2 separate regions of the Ovis aries genome follow, and region 1 is linked to region 2. Evidence: chromatin contacts called from public Hi-C data. All regions are on one chromosome and are shown on one strand. Each heading gives the region's core, a stretch centred on a gene start, on an enhancer-like site or on the middle of the called end of the contact. The rest is flanking DNA. Distances are from core to core; before and after follow the strand shown. Region 1 holds the start of PROK1 (prokineticin 1). Region 2 overlaps LOC132658082.

The links. Hi-C and Micro-C count contacts between places; a contact is called where the count stands out from the background.
Region 1: a contact with region 2 is called in a Hi-C map of liver, with 2.3 times the contacts expected there. The contact joins the promoter of PROK1 here to the enhancer-like site in region 2. A contact is called at or near these places in 10 of 16 Hi-C or Micro-C datasets (hypothalamus, liver, mixed tissues and 5 more).

What each region holds. Positions count from the first base shown.
Region 1 is chr1:87,760,746-87,764,115 of ARS-UI_Ramb_v3.0, forward strand. It overlaps PROK1 (prokineticin 1), which reads left to right and starts at 2,065. Exons shown (of 3, transcript XM_027964841.3): 1 at 2,065-2,136. The coding sequence starts at 2,065. LOC114113153 (a long non-coding RNA gene) reads right to left here. Exons shown (of 2, transcript XR_003588202.3): 2 at 1-3,063.
Region 2 is chr1:87,717,001-87,720,591 of ARS-UI_Ramb_v3.0, forward strand. It overlaps LOC132658082, which reads left to right. Exons shown (of 2, transcript XM_060401415.1): 1 at 1-104; 2 at 449-1,047. Among named protein-coding and RNA genes, the nearest start is that of LAMTOR5, 10 kb to the left of the region's middle. Within about 2 kb of position 2,226, at least 1 of the 54 cell types and tissues checked has an H3K27ac peak or open chromatin away from gene starts, as enhancers often do. A contact at or near this core is called in liver, where this site is marked.

The DNA of each region.
Region 1 (3,370 bases), core at 815-3,314, 44 kb after region 2:
CTCACCCTCATGCTACAGATGAGAAGACTGAGGCTAGATTGCGATTCTCACTCTGCTCATGGTTGTGAAGCTGAGCTGCTCTTCTCTTCCCCGCTCTCTCACTCATAGACGCTGGTAAACGTGTCTACCTGCGAGTCACATTCCCTGGAGACACTCTCAGAAAAAAGTGCTGGATGGATTCATCTGTTCAGGAAATAATTACAAATCGCACTTCCTTGCTTGATGTTTCAAGTGCTTACTAGTATATAAAAGGCCCTGAAAAGTCCTGTGGTAAAAAAAAAAAAAAAAAAAAAAGCTGGTGGAACTGTGTAATCAGTTTCCCAAAGCTTCCACTGTGGAAATCTCATATGTATGTATTTGTATGCATGTAGAAGGCAACGGCACCCCACTCCAGTACTCTTGCCTGGAAAATCCCATGAATGGAAGAGCCTGGTAGGCTGCAGTCCATGGGGTCGCTAAGAGTCGGACACAACTGAGCGACTTCTCTTTCACTTTTCTCTGTCATGCACTGGAAGGAAATGGCAACCCACTCCAGTGTTCTCGCCTGGAGAATCCCAGGGACAGGGGAGCCTGGTGGGCTGCCATCTATGGGGTCGCACAGAGTCAGACATGACTGAAACAACTTAGCAATAACAGTAGCAACACCTATTAACATATTGCAGGATGTAGAGCTGACTCATTTGAAAAGATCCTGATGCTGGGGAAGATTGAGGGCAGAAGGAGAAGGGGACAACAGAGGATGAGATGATTGGATGGCATCACCGACTCAACGGATATGGGTTTGGGTGGACTCCAGGAGCTGATGATGGACAGGGAAGCCTGGTGTGCTGCGGTTTGTGGGGTTGCAAAGAGTTGGACACAACTGAGCGACTGAACTGAACTGAGGACATTTCTTGGGCAATAGTGGCTTTTATCACTGTAGAGAGAAGGGACTTTTATCACTGTGGGGATTGTCTGATAAAAGGTCCATCAGTTGGTAGGAGGGGCTGTGCCCAGATTCACCTTCCCCAAGACTGGTGTCCAAGCCCACCATGTTTGTTAGCCCCTGGATAAGGTCAAGCTCAACCCATAGAACAGGAAGGCACATGGCTCCTGGTACCTTTAGCTGAAACCCAGCTCAAGCACGCTTTTCCCCAGGGACCTGTCAACTGGCTCATCCTCTGCCCTCTGGTTCCTGAGCCAAGTGACACTTGGTGTTTGTCCAGAGCCTCTTAGAGGGCAGTTCCTTATGAACTTCTCAGGAACATCAACCCCACAAGCCTGGCTTTGTTTTCTCACTGTCTTACGTCTCCCTATTGGAATTTTACCTTCTAGGGCAGCAGTCCCCAACCTTTTTGGCACCAGAGACCAGTTTCATGGAAGATAGTTTTTCCATGGACCCGGACCAGGTTGGGGGGATAGTTTGGGGATGATTTCAAGTGCATTACACTTACTGTGCACTTTATTTCTATCATTATTACATCAGCCCCATCTCAGACCATCAAGCATTAGATCCTGGAGGTTGGGGACCCCTGTTCTAGGGGACCAAGGACACTGCCTTCTCACTATGTTGTCTCAGCCCCTCACTCCGACAGCAGTGCTGAGCCAACAGGAAGAGCCCAGATCATTCTTATTGGCTTGAGTGTGAAGGAGCTGGTGATCCTGGGTTTGGTGCAGGGAGGAGTGAGTGGTGATGTTGCTAATCCCTTGATTTATTACCAAAGCCTTCCCCTGGCCCCAAGCAGAATAGAAGGACGCCCCAGAGGCGACAGGACTGTGGGGTACGATGCATGGAGCTGACTGGATCGTTGCGTCCTGAGAGTCAGAGCGACTGTCACTGCCGCCGATGGTTCATCTTTATTGGTTTCGATGGTGATTCAATGTCATTTGGGATTCAGGTCTCATCTCCATCTCTGAGATCATCTGAATAACAGTGTCATGGGCAAGAGTGGAGACAAAGCATCCACAGGCAGCCTGGATCGGACGCTATAAATCTCAGAGGAGAGCCTGGCCTTCCGAGCTGGCAGGTTTGAGGCTGAGCGGAGGCAACGGAGCTGGCAGTGGTTGCCTCCACCCCAAGTGACCATGAGAGGTGCCGCGCGAGTCTCAGTGATACTCCTCTTGGTGACCGCGTCCGACTGTGCCGTGATCACCGGGGTAAGTCGTCCAACATTCTCTCTGCCCTGGGTTTTGGGATGATGTCAGGGTCTGCATGGGACAGGACCCAGGAACCACACAGGAGGCAAACCAAGGGCATGGGAGCCAGTTCCAGACCACACTTCTGAGAGGCATCTCACAGGGTTTTCACGTTAGTTAGACCTCGATAAAGGGGATCTGCTTCAGAGAAACTGTGTAAATCAAATTCTGCTTTCAATAAATGAGGAGAGCATTGCAAATTCTGAAGTTTGGACCTTTGGTCAAAAGAAGATTTTTGAGTAATAAAGAATCTTTCATAAAGTGGATTAGCACTAATTTATCTTTGGTGTAAATTTTAGTTTTCATGCATGGTTTGGTTCACATGTCAAGTGTAATTTTCATAGCAAGTTGAATTAATTAAAGGCTGTGACCTTATTTAGCTTCTGTTGGGTATGTTTAATCTCTGCTTTCTCTACTCTTAAGAAAGTCGATTTTGAAACTCTTTCTTTCCCCGTGCAGTTTATATGTTTTAACTCTGTGCCCAGTTGATAGGAATAAAGGTGACGCCAACAATTGGCTAAGTGACCCAGAAACAAGTGTTGGATAACAAGCAGAAATCCAGCCCCACTGTGGGTGCAGGCACATTGTAGTATTCAAGACATCCCAATAGTGGTTCTCCCTCAGAAGTTTGACTTCCCCTGGACCCACCCTCTCATGGGCACAGGTTGTGTGATGGTGATGCGACCATTCTTATAAAAACAGAAAGTAATGACTGACCTGGAAGGTTTCTAGATAAAAAGCCACTAGAACAATAAAAAAGAGACATTCACTTTTGTTTCAACTTCCTCCAGCTTTTTACACAGAAAATGGAAATGTAGAGAAGGCCAAACCATTCCTGGAACTGGATTAACTGTAGTGTTCACAGAAAGCGAAGTCTCTTTCTTCTCCCTTTTAGAGGAAAAAGACCGAGTTTCAAAGCAGAACAAACATCAAAGGCCAGCCAATGCTTTTGGGACCCAAACCATAAATACAACTGTCAGGACAGAATTGCACCTAATGAATGTGAACTACAGAAGGCTGCCCTCCTCTCGTGCAGCTTGAAGGTTGGGAGGGTGAGAGCAGAGGGTAGAAGCCCTGGTTACCCCACCAGGCAGCAGGCTGACCAGTGATGCCACACCTCTGTGGCAGAAGAGTCAGGTGGAGTCCACTCAGCGCTGACCCTGAGCTTTCAGGGACCGGCTGACTAGGTTGGAGA
Region 2 (3,591 bases), core at 976-3,475:
GGACTGGCATAGCAGCAGCCCTAGGCACCGGGATTGGAGGCATCTCGACCTCGGCCCATTTCTACTGCAAGCTGTCCCAAGAACTTAATGAAGACATGGAGCAGGTAGTGGAGTTCTGCATTTCAATTCAAAGACAAATTAACTCATTAGCTTCTGTGGCCTTACAAAGTAGGCAAGCCCTGGACATTCTCACCGCAGAAAAGGGAAGGACCTGCCTTTTCCTAGGAGAGGACTGCTGCTATTTTGTTAATGAAACGGGCATAGTCCAGGGCAGAGTCAAAGAATTTAGAGACAGAATTGAACGCTGCAGAAAAGAGTTCCAAAACCTTTACACCCCTCAAAACCTGTTCCAACAGGCCCTCCCTTGGTTGCTCCCTTTCCTGGGACCACTGGTGCTTACCATTCTATTCCTCTTATTTGGACCCTGTCTCTTCAATCTCTTTCAAAGGTTTCTCCAAGAACGGATTCGGGCCATCTTTCGAGATCAGGTCAAGACCATTCTTCTTCTTGAGAGCCTCACCCCAAGCTCAGAAAAAGGAGACCCTGAGCCCTAGGACGATCCTCCATGCCAGACCCCAAATCATCGCCCCTATCCAGCAGGAAGTAGCCAGAGAGATACGGCGTCCTTTTCCCCATATTTTTATGAGTTCAAGGTCTGGAATGAAGGAGACTTTGGGGCCTAGAAAAGAAAACAACAGTCTCAAAGGCCCTTGCTGAATCATCTAACTTCGGAGAAAACAAAACAGAACTTTAGGTCCCACCCTGATGCTCCAGGCTGGTTGCATCTATCTGGGACTTATCACCCTCTGTCTAGAAACCTTCCACCCCCTACACCTGCCCAGAAGACTTATCACCCCCCGCCCAACTACAAATGCCATCTCAACTAAAGAATACCCAAAACATCCCGCCTGATTAAAGTTTCCCTTATCGCTTCCACAAACCTCCCTATAAACATGGAGCCTCCCTGATCCCTCTCGGAGCTCACCCTGGTCATTAGGCTGACCGTCGCCCCTCCTTGCCTGAATAAAGGTAACCTACTTCTGTTGAGGTCATCTTTCCTCTTTCTGCCTCGGTCTGAACTATACCTTACACTCTGGAGAAGGAAATGGCAACCTACGCCAAAATTCTTGCCTGAAAAAGCCCATGGACAGAGGAGCCTGTGGGGCTACAGTCCATGGGGGCCCAAAGAGTGTGCACGATTGAGCACACACGCACGCACATGTAAGTTTTTATTTGCACATCCTTTGTAATACTTACAAAATAGTCCTCAATTGATTTAAGCAACTCATATTAAAGCGCAACTCATTTAAGCAACTCATACCGTGGACTTCCCTGGTGGCTCAGACGGTAAAGCGTCTGTCTACAATGCAGGAGACCTGGGTTCCATCCCTGGGTGGGGAAGATCTGCTGGAGAAGGAAATGGCAATCCACTCCAGTACTATTGCCTGGAAAATCCCATGGACAGAGGAGCCTGGTAGGCTACAGTCCATGGGGTTGCAAAGAGTCGGACACGACTGAGCGACTTCACTTTATTAAAGTGCAGTTAGTTTCTTTATAGTTTGTTGTTGTTGTTGTTGTTGTTATTTTGGGGGTTTTAGCTATTACAAATGCTGGATATCCTTATAGCCAAATATTTGTGTAGTTTAAAAATTTCCTTATAAGTTACTAAGATGGAATTATTGGGTCAAAGGATATTGACACTTTTAAGACTTAATATGCACTTACATGTTGTGCCCCAGAAAGGGGGTACCAGTTTACAGTAAGATTGGTAGCATTTTGATAAAAATGGGAGTTATGTCCCAAGCTCACCCATCCTCCATAAGCCAATCCTCACTCCCTGTGCTTAAGCCCTCCTTACATCACGCCTGGATCTACCTTTTCTCCAACCCTCTCCCCTCCAGCTTTTACAGTACACCTTCTGTTCTGGGGCTCAGCTTCAAAGCTCCTCTTAAATTCAGAGTCTCTCTTCATTCCCAAGCTGTGACCGTGAAAAACTTGCAGCTGCCTTAAAAATTACTTTTTTTTTTCCTTCTTAATTCCAGTCTTGAGTGTTGTAATTCAGGAGTTTTAGATTCCTGCCCTAGAGAAATTATTTATACTAACTTAGGGGTCACATACTATGGGTCATTTAAATTTTAGAAAGAGCAGTTTAAACTGTCCTTAAAAATTAGCATTAGAAAACGTAACAAGCTGGCGGGCTGGCGACGGAAGTCCTGCCCCAGGCAGCTTGGCACTGCAGTACCGCCCCCTAGTGGTCCCTTGTGGTGTGAAACTTTGCTGGGCTGGAGCATTTTCAGTTCAGTCCCGCTCAGTCGTGTCCAGCTCTGCGACCCCAGGGACTGCAGCACTCCAGGCTTCCCTATCCATCACCAACTCCCGGAGCATGCTCAAACTTGTGTCCATCGAGTTGGTGATGCCATCCACCCATCTCATCCTCTGTCGTCCCCTTCTCCTCCTGCCTTCAACCTTTCCCAGCATCATGGTCTTTCCCAGTGAGTCGGCTCTTCACATCAGGTGGCCAAAGTATTGGAGCTTCAGCTTCAGCATCAGTCCTTCCTATGAATATTAAGGACTGATTTCCTTTAGGATGGACTGGTTGATCTCCTTGCAGTCCAAGGAACTCTCAAGTGTCTTCTCCAACACCACAGTTCAAAAGCATCAATTCTTTGGCACTCAGCTTTCTTTATAGTCCAGCTCTCAGATCCATACGTGACCACTGGAAAAACCATAGCCTTGACTAGATGGCCCTTTGTTGGCAAAGTAATGTCTCTGCTTTTTAATATGCTGTCTAGGTTTGTCATAGCTTTTCTTCCAAGGAGTAAACATCTTTTAATTTCATGGCTGCTGTTACCATCTGCAGTGATTTTGGAACCCCAAAAAATAAAGTCTGACACTGTTTCCACTGTTTCCCCATCTATTTCCCCTGAAGTGATGGGACCAGATGCCATGTTCTTATATTTTTGAATGTTGAGTTTTAAGCCAGCTTTTTCACTCTCTTTTACTTTCATGAAGAGGCTCTTTAGTTCTTCGCTTTCTGCCATAAGGGTGGTGTCATCCGCATATCTGAGGTTATTGATATTTCTCCCACCAATCTTGATTTCAGCTTGTGCTTCATCTAGCCTGGCATTTCACGTAATGTACTCTGCGTATAAGTTAAATCAGCAGGGTGACGGTTTACAGCCTTGACGTCCTCCTTTCCCGATTTGGAACCAGTCTGTTGTTCCATGTCTGGTTCTGCTGCTTATTGACCTGCATGCAGGTTTCTCAGGAAGCAGGTAGGTGGTCTGATAGTCCCATCTCTTTCAGAATTTTCCACAGTGATTATAGGACTCTCAGAAAAGGTAGCGATCACTTTTTATTCTTTTAAGGAAGGTCTTTGGAGGGAAAATGAACAAGTAGGAAGAGGATGACCGCTGGCTCAAATATCCTCGTCCCTCCGGAGATGGAAAGACAGGCTATTCCACAGCACCCCCTCCTGCTGTGTCCTCTTGCTGGTTTTCCCCTGCCTAGGTAGGCAGAGGGGGCAAACGGCTTATATAAGTTACAGAGGTGCTGGGGGTTGGAGTGATGGTTAGTTGGAGGAGGTGTCTG